Linked DNA regions of Rattus norvegicus: region 2 is linked to region 1. Evidence: chromatin contacts called from public Hi-C data. All regions are on one chromosome and are shown on one strand. The core of a region is the stretch at or near the end of the contact, and the rest is flanking DNA. Distances in the headings are between cores, read along the strand shown. Region 1 overlaps Cfap44 (cilia and flagella associated protein 44). Region 2 overlaps Sidt1 (SID1 transmembrane family, member 1).

Region 1 (6,914 bases), core at 2,327-4,826:
GGTCAGTCTGACTTCAGCACTATAACTGGTCCTCAAAGGCTGAGAAGGCATTCTCTATTCCAAAGGCCTGTTTGGTCTCTGCATTTGAGATTCAGGGCCATTCGAAGTCTTTCTCTCACCACATGGAGACCTCTCTGATCCTGTTCTGTCATATCTCAATTAGGGAGTGGTTCTTATCAATCATTAGGGAGTCATGCTTGTATACACATCACCACTGTAACTGTGTATGCCCACAGAACTTGTTTGAGGGGCCACCCCTGCCCATAGCTCCCTTTCTACCCACTTCGAGCAAATCTGCAAGGACTCAGTTGGGCACTTGGTACTTCAGAGGCTTAGCTGGTGTGTATGCTCCTGCTGTGATGACCCTAGACCCTGTCCCTAGGACATGGAATTCTAAGGACCATGAGCTCCAAAGCCAGACCAATCATCAGGAAAACAAGATTTGGTTGGACGAGGGGAATGGATTGTGAGGTAGAACCAGCCTGGCTAGAGAGAGCTAGGCCTCCCTCTGTGTTTTATGTGTGTATGGCTGATGGCTACAAGCATAGGTGATTAGTAAGGGTTCTCCCCTTCTAGGGCCAGTGTGACCAGCTGTAGGTAGAGATTAGCTCAGGACTGTTTGATGAGTCTAGATTTTAATGTCTTCTTTTTCCTCTTCACAGGACCCCGGTGTTGTTTAGGTCTTGTACCAGTTGAAGAGGTAGACAGTTCTGACTCCTGCCAAGTGGGTGGAGGAGACTGCTGTCCCCAGCACCCTTCAGGGACCTACACAGGACAAGAACTTGGGGTGCGCCTCTCTCCCAGCCCATCAGTTCATGTGTCCTTTGAAACACCACCTCCCACAATTTAGGCCGACGCCAATATGCCCGAAAGACTATATATTATATGTTTGTTTGTTTGTTGACAGAGAAAAATTGGTATTTATTTTTCTATTATAGCCATATTTATATATTTATGTACTTGTAAATAAATGTATATGTGTTTCTATAATTCTGGAGAGATATGGAATCCTCCCCGTTCTGGCACAAGACAGAAAACAAACAGCTGAGTAGCTGGAGACCAGTGGAAGTGAGTGTCATAGATAGTCAGGCTGCAGATGGACCACAGAACCAGCAGCTCCAGGGGCTCCGGGAGGCCTCAGAAGCTGCAGTCGAGTTGGCGGAAGGACCCTAAGCACACTGTTCAGGAAGAACGCAAGGGATAAAGCAAAAGCCATGGTGCTGCAGACTGACACCACCCGGAAGCCACTCAGGTTTGGTGGCATAGGACAGGTTTCCGAGATGTCACGAGAAAAACCCCAGATGTGTACAGCACTCTAAGCATTAACAGTCTCCCAGAACCAATAATCGGTGGCAACATATCTCTGTAAAAACAAACACTGTAACTTCTAAATAAATGTTTAGTCTTCCCTGTAATCTTCATCATAGTCACGCATGAGTCAGCGTTTTCTTTAGCCGTCGGGAGTCCCGTCTTCCAGTAGCTAAAGAACTGCTCCAGACGATTTCCAATCCATCAAGTGATAAAATCGGGAAACAGTAGCAGATGTTTTTCATATTTCTTTGTCTTTTTAAACAATGAACACTGGGTTTGGATTCATGTAACATGACATCACAAACTGTTTACTCCAAGAAGGAGTACACAGATGGGAGGCAAATTCACTGTTCTGTTGCTGGACAGGAGGTAAGCATCTGCCACGTTGAAGGAATGAAGCTAATTCTTCTTGTGTAGGTGTGTGTGTGTTAAAAGACCAAATATTGCCTCTAAAACACATAGTGCTATGCTACCCCATTAACATGTGGTCCTTAATAGGTTCCCTTCATTCTAAAGTTACCATTGCTGGAGGAGTTGTCCCATTTCAAACCAACATCATCAATAGGGTGTGTGTGTGTGTGTGTGTGTGTGTGTGTGTGTGTGTGTGTGTGTGTGTGTGTGTGTGTGTGTGTGTACGTGCATGCGTGCATGTGTGAGAGAGAGAGAACTTAAAACCTTTGTGTGGCTAGACTTAATTAGAAACTGAAAATTTTAATGCAAATCTTCACACATTTTGCGTATGCATTGTGCGAGGAGGGATTGTATATTTCAGGAAAATGAAGAGTTGAAATTCAGCCTGGCACATTTAATCTTATTAAGAGTTGTATCAGCCAGCTTTTACTCTGTGAAGTTGAGAAACAGGATCTAAGGTAGACTGGGATGAGTCCACCATCTGCTGGCCTGAATGAGTACTGCACACAGCCTCTTTAGACTTGTGTTGTCCGGTTTCTACAGAAGGCAGCTGATGTGAACAAGAACTGTGCTCAAAATGCAGCACGATTTTCAGGAAGGCAGTGCTTTTAAAGCATTTATAGAAATAAGTGTAAGGAACATGGAAATTAGGAGCATGAGATCTAATCCTGGCCGAGAAGAAGTAAGATATGTGATTTCAAACACGGGGATCGAAGCCTTTTAATGGTCACTTCCAGGAGAGGAATGGGCAGAGCAATTGTTTCCAGTCTTTGTTTATGCACCTCAAATCTGAGCTGTAGTTCACTCGACAGACTGTTGGAAACTTTTTTTTAAAGCCTAATTTTGCCTCTTCTCCATGATCTAAAGGAATTGTCAAAGTGGGTTTTGGGGAATGCCACTTATAGGCAACCTACTTCCTGAACTCTTCCGGAACAGTCAGACACCAAAGGAGTTGCCCAGGCTTCCTAAGATCCTGGTTACCAGGTTTGCTAATCAGATCCCTGAGCCCCACAAACCTCTATCCTCTAGTGCGATAACTTGTTTTTAAAGCTAAGTTTCGAGGCAACTTTTTGTGCATTAGTGAGCAATGAAGGCTATGATTAGCACCTGTTCACTTTCATTAGTGAAAGCATGCATAGCTGAGTGTAGAGACCAGGTTACCTCAATCCACTCCATAATGTATGAAGCAATGGCTAATTGCTTTTTGGGTGGCCTTGCCCTTTAGTCTGCGCCCCGCCCCCTCCCCCCACCAACAAGAACCGTACAAATCCAGACGCAGATTCTTCACGCTGTGTTTGTATGATGCAGACACTGCTACCATGTCCGACATGGACCATGGGTCAGGGTTTGGTCATTTTTTCAAGTAAGACGGTACTACCTACCAACTAGCCAAGTAGACAGGGAACATGCAGACACATGGGTGTGTTAGAATTATATCAGAAAAAGAAACAGGCCCAATAACATACGCAATACACCTTAACTGTCACATGAACACCATAACACTAACATCTAACACTGTGGGGGAACAGCCTTTAGCCAGTCATCTGACCCCCAGAAAGTGTGCTAGAGATTACCGACATACAAGCATTCTGGAGGCTTCTACTATGATGCTGCCGTCGGTCCATCTGGACCCGGCCTTGAGCCCAGCATTTCTGCAGCTGGGGTCAAACCCCAGCTTTGCTCCCAGAGAGCTAACTGGGCTGAATCGTGTGGCCTGGTTCATCTGGGCTTGGCTTCCAACTGGCGTCTATAGCATTTAACCGTTTTAAATGAGTGCATCGGTATCAGCTCCCTTGCTTCCCCTGGTAAGGCCTCTCTGAGCTCTGTGGCCTGGAACTTCCTTGTAGCCATTTATAGATACACGTACTCACACAGATGACATTTTACTGTGCGAAATGTAACCTGTGATCTGTGATCAAGAGTGCAGTCAAACGTTACAAATAACAATAGCCAACGGTGGGGGAACTTGGGCTACTCTGTAAATTGCTGCCAAGAGAGCTGATGTGCCTTGGGACTGTATTTTTGTTCAATGCATTCTGACACTGTGTGGAAAGTCACAGATGTGTCGATCTGCATCGCTGCCAATTGTGTTCACAGATGTGCAGTCCAGAAACTCGTAAGGGCTCTCCAGCACAGCCTCGGCCACAGCAGAGCTTTCTTTCTGGTACAGATGCAGACAGTCCACCTGGGAAGCCAAAGTGTCACTGCTGGAAGGACACCAAGTGTCAGGGAGATCAATCTGTGAGGGGTGCAGCCATGAATTTCAATAAATCCTTCTCTGAGTCAGAAAGTACATTCTTGAGTTCAAAATGTCACACGTAGTCAAAAGTGGCTGTTAGAGTTAGACCTCCAACAGATAAAAGTACTGGATCAGAACCAGTAATGACTCAGGTGAAGCCTGGCAGAAGGCAGAGTTCTGATGGAGTCACAAAGGGCCTAACTAGAGCAAAGCTTCCCTGACTGACTTGTTTTGGAAAATGTGAACCTCAGAACTGAGGCGTTTTCCGAAACTGGGTAAATCAGGGAGCGGCCTCTGCCAACCCAAGCTGTTTTGCTGTGTCTGTCTGTGTTTTTCCTCAGTCCTGAGCCCTCTTTATGTTGACTGCTTTATGAAGTCAACAATAGCAACGTTCAGATTTGTGTTTCTTACTCTAAGTTATTATTGGCAGGATGGTTTGCTTTTTCTCTCTCTCATGTCCTTTCGCAGACTATTTAACACAGTTTATTTTCTAAAGATCCAAGGACTAAGGAAGGAAGTTTCTTCATGGGTTGCTGAATAATAGTTTTCCTTGCCAAAGGCTACAGATTCGGAATACCGGAGAAAACAGATATTTTTCTGGAAACACGTCTAACCGCGGCCTTCTTGCAGCTATGAGATTCGGCCTTCTTCATACTTAGCTTAGGGTGAAAACACATTACTCAGCACAGTCCTAAGTACACGTCAGTGTCTCGGTGATTTCTAACCTAGGGAAATAGCGTTAAGTCACGGCTCAGGAGTCTTTTTTGAAGATCTCACTATGGTTCGCTTTAAAGCAAGAGGATTGTTGTGGGCAACGGGAAAGGAGACTGGTGAATTCCTCTGAAACTCTTGGGTGGAAATGAGAAGACAGCAATCTTAAGCGTCCATGTGCCTCATTTCATTCTCTTGCATGGGTGTGATGGGAGGGAGGATGAGCCCCCCCTTCTTCCGCAAAAGCGCGATCTCTTCCTTTAACGCGGAGATCTTTTCTGACTGGGTTTGGACCAGTTCAGTGACTTTCTGCTTTGCCACTATATCTGCTTTCCGGGGGCCCTGGAAGGCGTTTCCCTATTTGGGGAAAATTGAAAATTAAAAAACAAACGAACCAACAAACCATCTCCCTTACAGTCCATTTAAACAGCAACTGCCTCTTCCGGACACTTTTTACTCCTCCGCTAAAGTCTCACCCTTAAAACGTGTGCCTTTTAACAACTCTGAAATCCAACCTTGCTTCGGAAGTCATTTGCACTGTCTATCCATCCTTCTCCACTTGGAGGCTCATTGCTGGGACCCAGGTAAGACACAAAGGCAAGTTAGGGGGACCTACGATGCCAGAGGAGCCCTTCACACTGCAGTCTAGCGAGAGTCAAGAGTTCTAGCACAGTTAAAATCTGCTCTGAAGGTTGCCTGCGTAGAGGCAACCTTCTTTTCATAGACATTTCAGGAACAAATGCTAAGATAGCCATGAACTGTGCATAACGTCAACGAGCCTTAGGGTATTGTCTTTCTCCATTCCTAGCTGGAAACCTGGGACAAATAAAGACTACAAACTTCGATTACAGTGAAAACATGCCAGCTCCCGTGTGCCTTTCTCTGCCTGTAATCTCATTTTACATTGTAAACGCATTCCCTCCCGTCGGGAGGAAGATGCTTCCTCAGGGGACCTTAATTTGAAAACATTTCGTTTAAATTATTCCCAGGATTCTTACAGGAAATATAAAGGGTGTGTGTGTGTGTGTGTGTGTGTGTGTGTGTGTGTGTGTGTGTGTACTAAGAAAGACAACTGATATTTTGGCAGACACTATAGAAGCTGCCAGGCTACCAAAGGTCAAAGCTCACTTTGGTGAATGTTTATTAAATAGTGTCCCACCTATCACATACTCTGTAGTAAGTACAGTCTCGGGCTCAACATGGATTCCATAATGACAAGTTGAAACCCTCAAAAAAACAAAAAAACAAAAACAAAAACAAAACAAACAAACAAACAAAAAAACTAGCAAGCTTCCTGCCGAGTAAAATAAACGTTGAAAATGGACCCTGACACCAACCAAAACCAGGGAGTCCACCCGTGTCATTATTTGCGCCTGTTACCTCACTCTCCAGGACTGAGGTAAAGTGTATGGTGGCTACTCATACGCACTCATGGCATACACAGAGCTAGTACCCTCTGGGAGCCGCTCTAAGGAGGCCAGTAGTCAATGTCCAGGGGCAGATGGCCTGGAGGCGGTCCAAGGCCTGTGGAATACCAGTGCTTTGCTGGGCTTTGAACTCTGCAGGGGCCGGACGGAAGAGAACTCACCTGCTGGTTCTGCAGTGTGTTCAACCTGGAATCAAGTCTCTTCTTCTCGAGGCACAGGTCGTTCATCTGGTGAAGCTTTTTGGTGTGCTCCTTCGTCTTCATCATCAGGTCCCATCGCACCTGAGCAATCTTTTCCTGCGGAGGAGGGAGGGGGGGAGAACGGAAGGAGTGAGTTTGGGAGGAATTAAAGAAAAACGAGCATCCAGTTGGGTCAAAACTATGGGGACATCGCTCAAAGTAGAGTGTTTTTCAAACTCAGATTAGGTTTTGGGTTCAATGCTTAAAACTAGAGAAGGAAAAATCGAGTTTAAAGCCAATCAGGCAAAGGGAACTCTTGCATGTACATGAAAACACAACCCAAAGCCAGTATGAAAATGTAAACGGAAGCGATTGTGTGGGGTCTGGTTTGATTAAAGAGAAAGCGCTTGCTGCCCTGCCTGCTGACTGGATTTCCATCATCAGATCCACTCGGTGGAAGGCGAGAGCCGACTCCTGTAAGTTGTCCTCTGACCTCCACAGCTGCACTGTTTTTTTGTTTGTGCACATACGCAGAACTATACAGAACTAATTTATTAGTGGGACTGGGGATTGAACCCACGACCTTGCACGGGCTGAGTACTGTCATCACCGAGACTCAACCCCCAAGCCATAAAT
Region 2 (6,914 bases), core at 1,015-3,514, 260 kb after region 1:
TAACAGCTCCAAGATGGACACAAATAGAGAAAATGCTTTCTACAACAAAAGTGATGGACAGTGCTTAGTGGCCAAGCATCGGACAGACAGCATTCACCTAAATGACTTTTATCCTGGAGCAAATTCAACAAAGCAACAGTGTTTGGTGGTCCCCAGACACACAGCTCAGCCTGTGCCCATACAGCCTTTTCGTGGACATAAGTGTTCCCCAGCAGTATTACTCCGGTGTCCTCCACAACTGAACCTGTCTGTCGCTTATGTAGATCAGGGTTCCAGGCGACCTGCCTGAAGTTTTCAGCAGTAACTCAGGATGGACACATGAGTCACAGAGGTTGCGTCTATCCAGTCACCTCTGACTGTATCCCATTTTCACACTGCCCCCAGGAGGATGTAGAAAAGCGCAATGTTCCAGCTTTCTTCTCTTGTGCCATCTGGCACACCCCTATTCTGACCAGGCCTCCCAGTTGTGTAGAGTATGACATCATCAGAAAATAGACACACAAGTGTGTGCACCCATGCCTACTTGCTTGTGATATTGAAGTCACTTCTCGCCTGTGCTTTCTTGAACATTTAGTAAGGAAATGGATCAGACATTCCTCTTTTTTAAAAAAGAACTATCATTCTTTCTCTCAAATATCTGTGTCCAAATATGTGCTTTGGAAGTTTGAACAGCAAGCTTTTCCTGGTTTTAAAAATGCAAAGATAATCTCCATGAATAGTTTTGTGTGTTTTTTCCTTTCCAAAATGGTCTCATGTTTGCAATCTGTTTCCTGTTATTCTTCATTATTTCAAAACTTGTTGGCCTCCCTGGGTCACATGAAGGCTATCAATCAGATGGTTGTCCTAGCCAAGCATCTTAAAAAAAAAAAAAAAAAGTTCCAAACAAGCCGAGTTTTGTGGCTCATCACCTTAATCCCAGCACAGGCAGAAGGAGGTGAGCCTATGAGTTCAAGACCAGTCTGGCCTACAAAGTGAGCTCCAGGCCAGCTAGGGCTGTACAGTGAGACCCTGTCTCAAAGCAAAACAAACAAGCAGCAGAGAAAATGTTCAAATCTGGTTGCTGATGGCTGACTTGAACTGCTTCTTTCAAAGCGGTCCTTCTGGTTTCACGTTCTAAATGGACCCAATAAGGAAACTGTACAGCAAAGACCATCCACACAGTTCCGGGGCCTGAGCAGATAAATAGAAAGATAACTTATCTGCTTTGGAAGTTTGTTTGGGGGCAGAGAGTCAGTGAAAACAGGAAAATAGAAAGGGTCCATGGGGAGGGAAGGAAGGAGGGCGACTGTGCCTCTGTATCTCTGTGCTCCGTTGTGTCCTGTGCTGTGATATCAAATGTCCTGGTCATTTCTGTTCTTTGGAGCAGGCGAAAACACCCCAGATCAAACCTGCTTTTAAAAATAGACCTTCCAAGTCACATGTTGCTGGTTCTTTGTACTGCACAGATCTTGTGGTTGGAGGTTAGTGAGCTTTGTGTGGGACCTTAGCGTCAGTGCTGAGGTAGAGGAGAAGCACGGAAGGAACCTCAGGATCTAAAAACGATGCCTGAGCTAACTCTCTGTCAAGTTCATGCCCTTTGCCTCTTAAAGGCAGAGGCAAGCTACCTCTGAAGGCGCAGGGCAGCAGGCAGGTAGCAGAGAGAGGGAGTGAAGTGTGGAGACTCTTGGCTGAGGACTCTCAGAAGGAAAGAGAGCTTCTCAGTTGGAAGGGAACAGAGATGCAACAGCCAGAGGAGAGAGACTGTGTCTGTAAAATACGAGATCTCCCCACCTCTGACAAACGCCGGGGCGGCAGCTGCACCTGTTCACGCTGGATGCCTGAGAGATTCGTGGGGTTTTATTTTAGCAGCAAGAGAAGCCAATGGAAAACTGGAGTCTATCTGGGGAAGGGACTTTCCATGACTAAAGGCGATCCCTGAGCCAGCAACTGGGAATGAAAACAGTTGCAGCTGCTTCCCTGGTAACTCCAGGCAGCCTGGAGAATGTTTTGTGGGTTTGCAAAATGCACGTGTCAGCAAATCAAATAATACCCAAATGTTTCTCCTTCCGAATGACAGGCACTCTGTCTGTCTGAAACTGTGGGGAAAGGCAGCGGTGAAGAGACACCTTTGTGAAAGCAACAGTTAAGTCTAAGGGAGGTCACAGAGTCAGGCCTTCAGTCTGTGAATGTCAGCCTACCGGCTGTGTGACCTCAGTCAAGCTGCCGAACCTTTGATCCTCTGTGTAGTGCCACAGCACAGCCCACCAGCTCACAGAACGCTAAGGGCCCAGGAATGTGTGATGCCAGCACAAAGCTGGCCCTCAGGTCCCACTTTCTAACCACCCACAGGGATGTGGGACAATAACAAAGCCTTCAAATGTCCCGGTTCTCTTCTCAATCCTCCATGCCAGTCGCTGTGTTCCCTGCCCTCATCTGCGGGAGAGCAGGAGACCCTTTGGGTTGGGAGGTCTCTTGACCTTCAGAGGTAAGGCCGAGATTACCACCTCTCCAATCCCTAGGCTCCTCCTTGCCATCTGCCACTGCATTTTTTTTCCTCTTAATTCCAACTGAAAAATGCTAATGGCCTCCAAGGTTGGGGCTTAGTGCAGAGTCTAGCTGAAAACAGCATCAGCCTTCCTTACTTCCATTTCCACCCTGCATCTCAAAGGAGAGAAGCTTCAGTTTTCTCCTCGAGAGTGGCTGACACCACTGGAATCTGGTGACTGCTATGTGTAGCATACCCCACACTTTTACCCATCAACCCAGGGCTCCCAGTAGCAGGCAGGCTGGAGACTCTGCCTGGAGGGAGGGAGCCCCAACCTTTCAGGTACCCCAAAAGGTCCTAGAAATGGAGGACAACTGTCAAGTCAGTCCCCATGACTCATCCCCTGGCAAAAGGAAGAAAGAACATAGAGTACAGATGATTTGCTCAGCCTGGAGCTGGCCAAGCCTGCTCGCCATGATTCCACATGGAAGAGAAGTAGGCCTGTTGCTTCGCTTGCTTTTGCTGTTCAGAGATTATAAGATATATACCAGGGCTACGTTTATATGTCTCCTCCCTGTTAAGTCACCATTGTCAACAAGGCAAAGTGTTCTCCATCCTTAACACACATGAACTCAGGCAAATTTAGCAAGCGTCTCAGAGCTTCTAGAGTAGAGCACTAGAGTAAGGGTTTTAGATTGGATGGACATCTACTACTATAGAAATCTTTAATAGTGTTTTTACAAGATTAAGTTACTTACCCCAACTGAACTAATGAACAAATGCTATCAGGCAATATCTGAATGTTGTCTTTTATGGTGGATATTTGTTTTATAAGGTGCTTTCAACCTATTTGCAATTTCTAACCCTTGTCACTCTAATATGCACACACACACACACACGTGTTACTCTGGGTTGGGGCATTGAAGAATGCATCACGTAAGATTATAGCTCTACATTAGCTTAGGTTGTGGAAACTGACTGATTACATGGAAAATTCAAGGAAACGAGGTTGGTTGTCACGTTGTTCTCAGAAAGGCAGGCAGGCCAAGCACGAAGTAGGATAGAACTATTTAGTTTTAAGCAACTCTCAAGTGTACTTTTAACTCTGGTTGTGAGTTTCAGCAAAAGTTCATCTCTTAGAATGTAAGAGATGTTTTTTATAACAATGCATCGTCACATCCAACACCAGTGCGGTGTTATACCCATCTGTAACTCCAGATCCAGGGGGATCAGACACCCTCTTCACACCTCTGTGGGTGGCTGTCTCTGGTACCACATGGTGTACCCTGTCCCCACACACATACATATACATTCAAAAGAGAAAGCCCTTACCTCTATCCTATATCTTATGGCTTCTGTGTCTCTGTGACTCGAGTCTCATCAGCTTCACTGGATAGAAACACATTGGCCTTTAAGCAATACTATACTTTGGTCAAGAGCTAAATAAAGGGTGACTGGCCCATCTCTAAGTATATCACAAAAGGAAAGGGAAATCTGGCATTCAGTTCTACATATCTTACTCTGGGCCCCTTTATGCTAAATCTTGATATTCTTTGTAAATAAAATGTTCCGTCTTTTAGACAAAGGTTATCTAAAATGATTCAAAGTATCTTATTTTAGGATAATGAAATGTTGTCATTCCAGAAAGACTCCAATGTGCATTTTGTGGATTTCTTATATTGCTTATGCAAAGTTTGAAAGAGCAAGGCCTCTTCCATGAAGAGGGTGGGTTCAGTCTTGTTTGCTCTGCTTCTCAAGCACAGGACAACTTGTGGAGTAATCTTCTTTTTAGGGGGTACATTGTCCTTTATTCTCTTCCTACTACTCCTCTATTCGCTTCACTCAATAACTGGGAGATGTTTGGACAGGGCAGTGGAAAGAACCAGGGCATAGCAAGGGACCAAAGACATAAATGCTTTTATATCCTGTGCTCTACAATCCAGAAGAGAAGACAGAATAGAAACAAATTATTACCATGTGTTTATTATAAGCAAGCAAACAGTAAAAGAATAGAGTTGCTTCATAGACTTTTTAGCATTTGTCTCAGTCACTGTTCTGTTGCTGTGAAGAGACATAATAACCAATTCTTATAAGAGAAAGCATTTAACTGGGGGCTGGCTTCCAGTTTCAGAGGTTTAGTCCATTGTCATCATGGCAGGGAGCATGGTAGCAGGTAGGTACTGGGGCAGTAGCTGAGAGCTACGTTTGGCTCCACAGGCAGAGACGCAGGGAAGGGAAACAGACGCTGGGCCTGGAAAGCCCACCCCTAATGACACACTTCCTCCAACAAGACCCCACCTCGTAATCCTTCTAATCCTTTCAAATGGTGCCAATACATGGTGACTAAGCACTCAAATATCTGAACCTGTGGGGGCCATTCTTAGCTACATGTTGAGATCCTGTGGTGCTGGGGTGGGGTGGATGGACAGAAGATGAAGGGAGATTTTAAAGAATGGGAAACCTTAAAGACATAAAGTGTGCACTAAAATGGCCCCAAATATGCCTGAGAAATTCCAGTTGACTTTCAAGTTTTAGAAAAATATAAAAAGAATGTGAATGGAATGCTACAGAGAAGGAAAATAACAAACTGAGCTGGAAGATGACTGGAGACACGGTTGAATGTTGGTTCAGTCATGGGTTGTTTTTCTTTCTTTCCTTTTTCCCCCACTCCATTAAAAGTTCTCATGATGTAGCCCAGTCTAGTCTTCGACTCATGTCCTCCTGGCTTTTACCTAGTTCTGAATTACAGGCATAACACCTTAGCTAAATGCACTTTTTTTCTGACTGCAAAGGGAGAGGAACACTGGTAAGATTTCAGCCTAAGACATTCCTAAAAGTTTTAAATGTGAAAAGTGGCTTTGAACAAGAAGGTAGGTGTATTAGACAGGGTTCTCAAAAGGAGCAAATTGGATAGAATACATGCACAGAGGTGTGTGTGTGTGTGTGTGTGTGTGTGTGTGTGTGTGTGTGTGTGTGTGTGTGATTTATTAGGGTGGCTTATAGGATATGATCCAGGTGTTCCAACATTGACAAAATATGGAGCTGGAATCCTGGAATAGCCTTAGAAAGTCTTCAGTCTACATCAGAATTCCAAAGAAATGGGTTCTAACACCAGGGAAGAAACGCCCCAGGAATAAGACAGATGAACTTGCCAGTGAGAGTGAAAGGGGCAGGCAAAAGCAAAGTGTTCCTTCTTTGATGTTCTTTTATGTGGGCTGCTGTAGGAGGACCGTCAGGGCTGCCTCTGATAAATGGTAGGGGGTCTGGAAGCCCTAAGGAATCTCCTGCAGGAGGACAAAATTGAGGACTGCCTGAGAGACCAAGCACTGCTGACGCAGACAATGTCAGCCTTTAGTAACTGCTGTTTAGGAGAGATGTTTTTTGGGGACCATTGGGGTGTGGGTGGAGGGTATTAAAGGAGCTTGCTGCAGCATTTCTCACCTGCTCCTGGAGTCTTTGCTGTGATTCGCGCCACCCCCCAAGGGCAGGGAGGGTCAGGCATCAGGCCATCCAGGGCAGACTGCCACCAGAGGGTATGGTCTAGAATTAGGGTGGGTCTTCTGACTGCACAGGCATGGTCAACTAACTGGTTTTCTAGTTTTTTCCAGATGTGATCAAGTTGACAACCACAATTAGTCCTTGAGAGTAAGCAAGTCAAGACTGGACAAGAGGGAAACTCAGTTGCTCTCAGGGTGACAAAATGAAGAGATAGCATGCATGCAAGGGAAGAAAATGGTGTAACTTCCTAGTGCACAGTAGTGTTGGTAACCAGTAATGGAGAGCTTGCAGAATGCCGTTTAGTGAGAACACTCTACAAATGCTAGGAAAGAGGGGTTGGACCAAAGGAAGAGCAAACTACTGGTGCTAAGGTTTAACTCGTTAGGTAGATCTTTAAAACTCGTTCGTTTTGTGCACATTGCTGTTTTGCCTGCATGTCCATCTAGATGTCTGTGTGAGGGGGTCGGATCCCCTGAAACTGTACTCACAGGCAGTTGGAAGCTGCTATGCGGGTGCTGGGAATTGAACCTGGGTGCTAAAGATTAAACCAGGTCCACTGGAATTGCAGCCAGTGCTCTTAACCCCTGGGCTATCTCTCTAGGCCCAATCTGCTTGGTAGATTAAAATGAAAAGAAAGGCAAGACCGTGGAGTCCTCTGAGCTGAGTACAGAGACCTGCAGCTACTCCAGGTGGTATTTTAAAATGCCATGTGTAGGGTTGGCGACATAGCTCAGATGTTAGAGTGCTTGCTCAGTATGCATGGAGCCCTGGGTTTGAGTCCTGGCTCTGCATAAACGGTGCAGGGTGGGGCCATACAATGATCCCAGCATTTGGGAGGTTGAAGGATAGGGAAAAAAAATTCAGAATTGAAGAGTTATATAGATTTTAGCTCACCCATAGAGCACTTGCATAATAACCGCTAGATCTGGGGTTCAGTCCACAGCACTGGGAA

The links. Hi-C and Micro-C count contacts between places; a contact is called where the count stands out from the background.
Region 2: a Hi-C map of Schwann cells shows a contact between it and region 1, with 12 times the contacts expected there. The contact joins two enhancer-like sites. A contact is called at or near these places in 9 of 12 Hi-C or Micro-C datasets (the A7r5 cell line, the Rat2 cell line, Schwann cells and 5 more).

Annotation. Positions count from the first base shown.
Region 1 is chr11:69,702,580-69,709,493 of GRCr8, forward strand. Cfap44 (cilia and flagella associated protein 44) reads right to left here. Exons shown (of 35, transcript NM_001134590.2): 34 at 6,261-6,395; 35 at 3,140-5,029. The coding sequence ends at 4,838. Boc (BOC cell adhesion associated, oncogene regulated) reads left to right here. Exons shown (of 19, transcript NM_001108317.2): 19 at 663-1,430. The coding sequence ends at 850. Among named protein-coding and RNA genes, the nearest start is that of Boc, 77 kb to the left of the region's middle. Within about 2 kb of position 3,577, at least 9 of the 93 cell types and tissues checked have an H3K27ac peak or open chromatin away from gene starts, as enhancers often do.
Region 2 is chr11:69,964,662-69,971,575 of GRCr8, forward strand. Sidt1 (SID1 transmembrane family, member 1) reads left to right here. Exons shown (of 26, transcript NM_001100653.1): 26 at 1-716. Among named protein-coding and RNA genes, the nearest start is that of Usf3, 68 kb to the right of the region's middle. Within about 2 kb of position 2,265, at least 15 of the 93 cell types and tissues checked have an H3K27ac peak or open chromatin away from gene starts, as enhancers often do.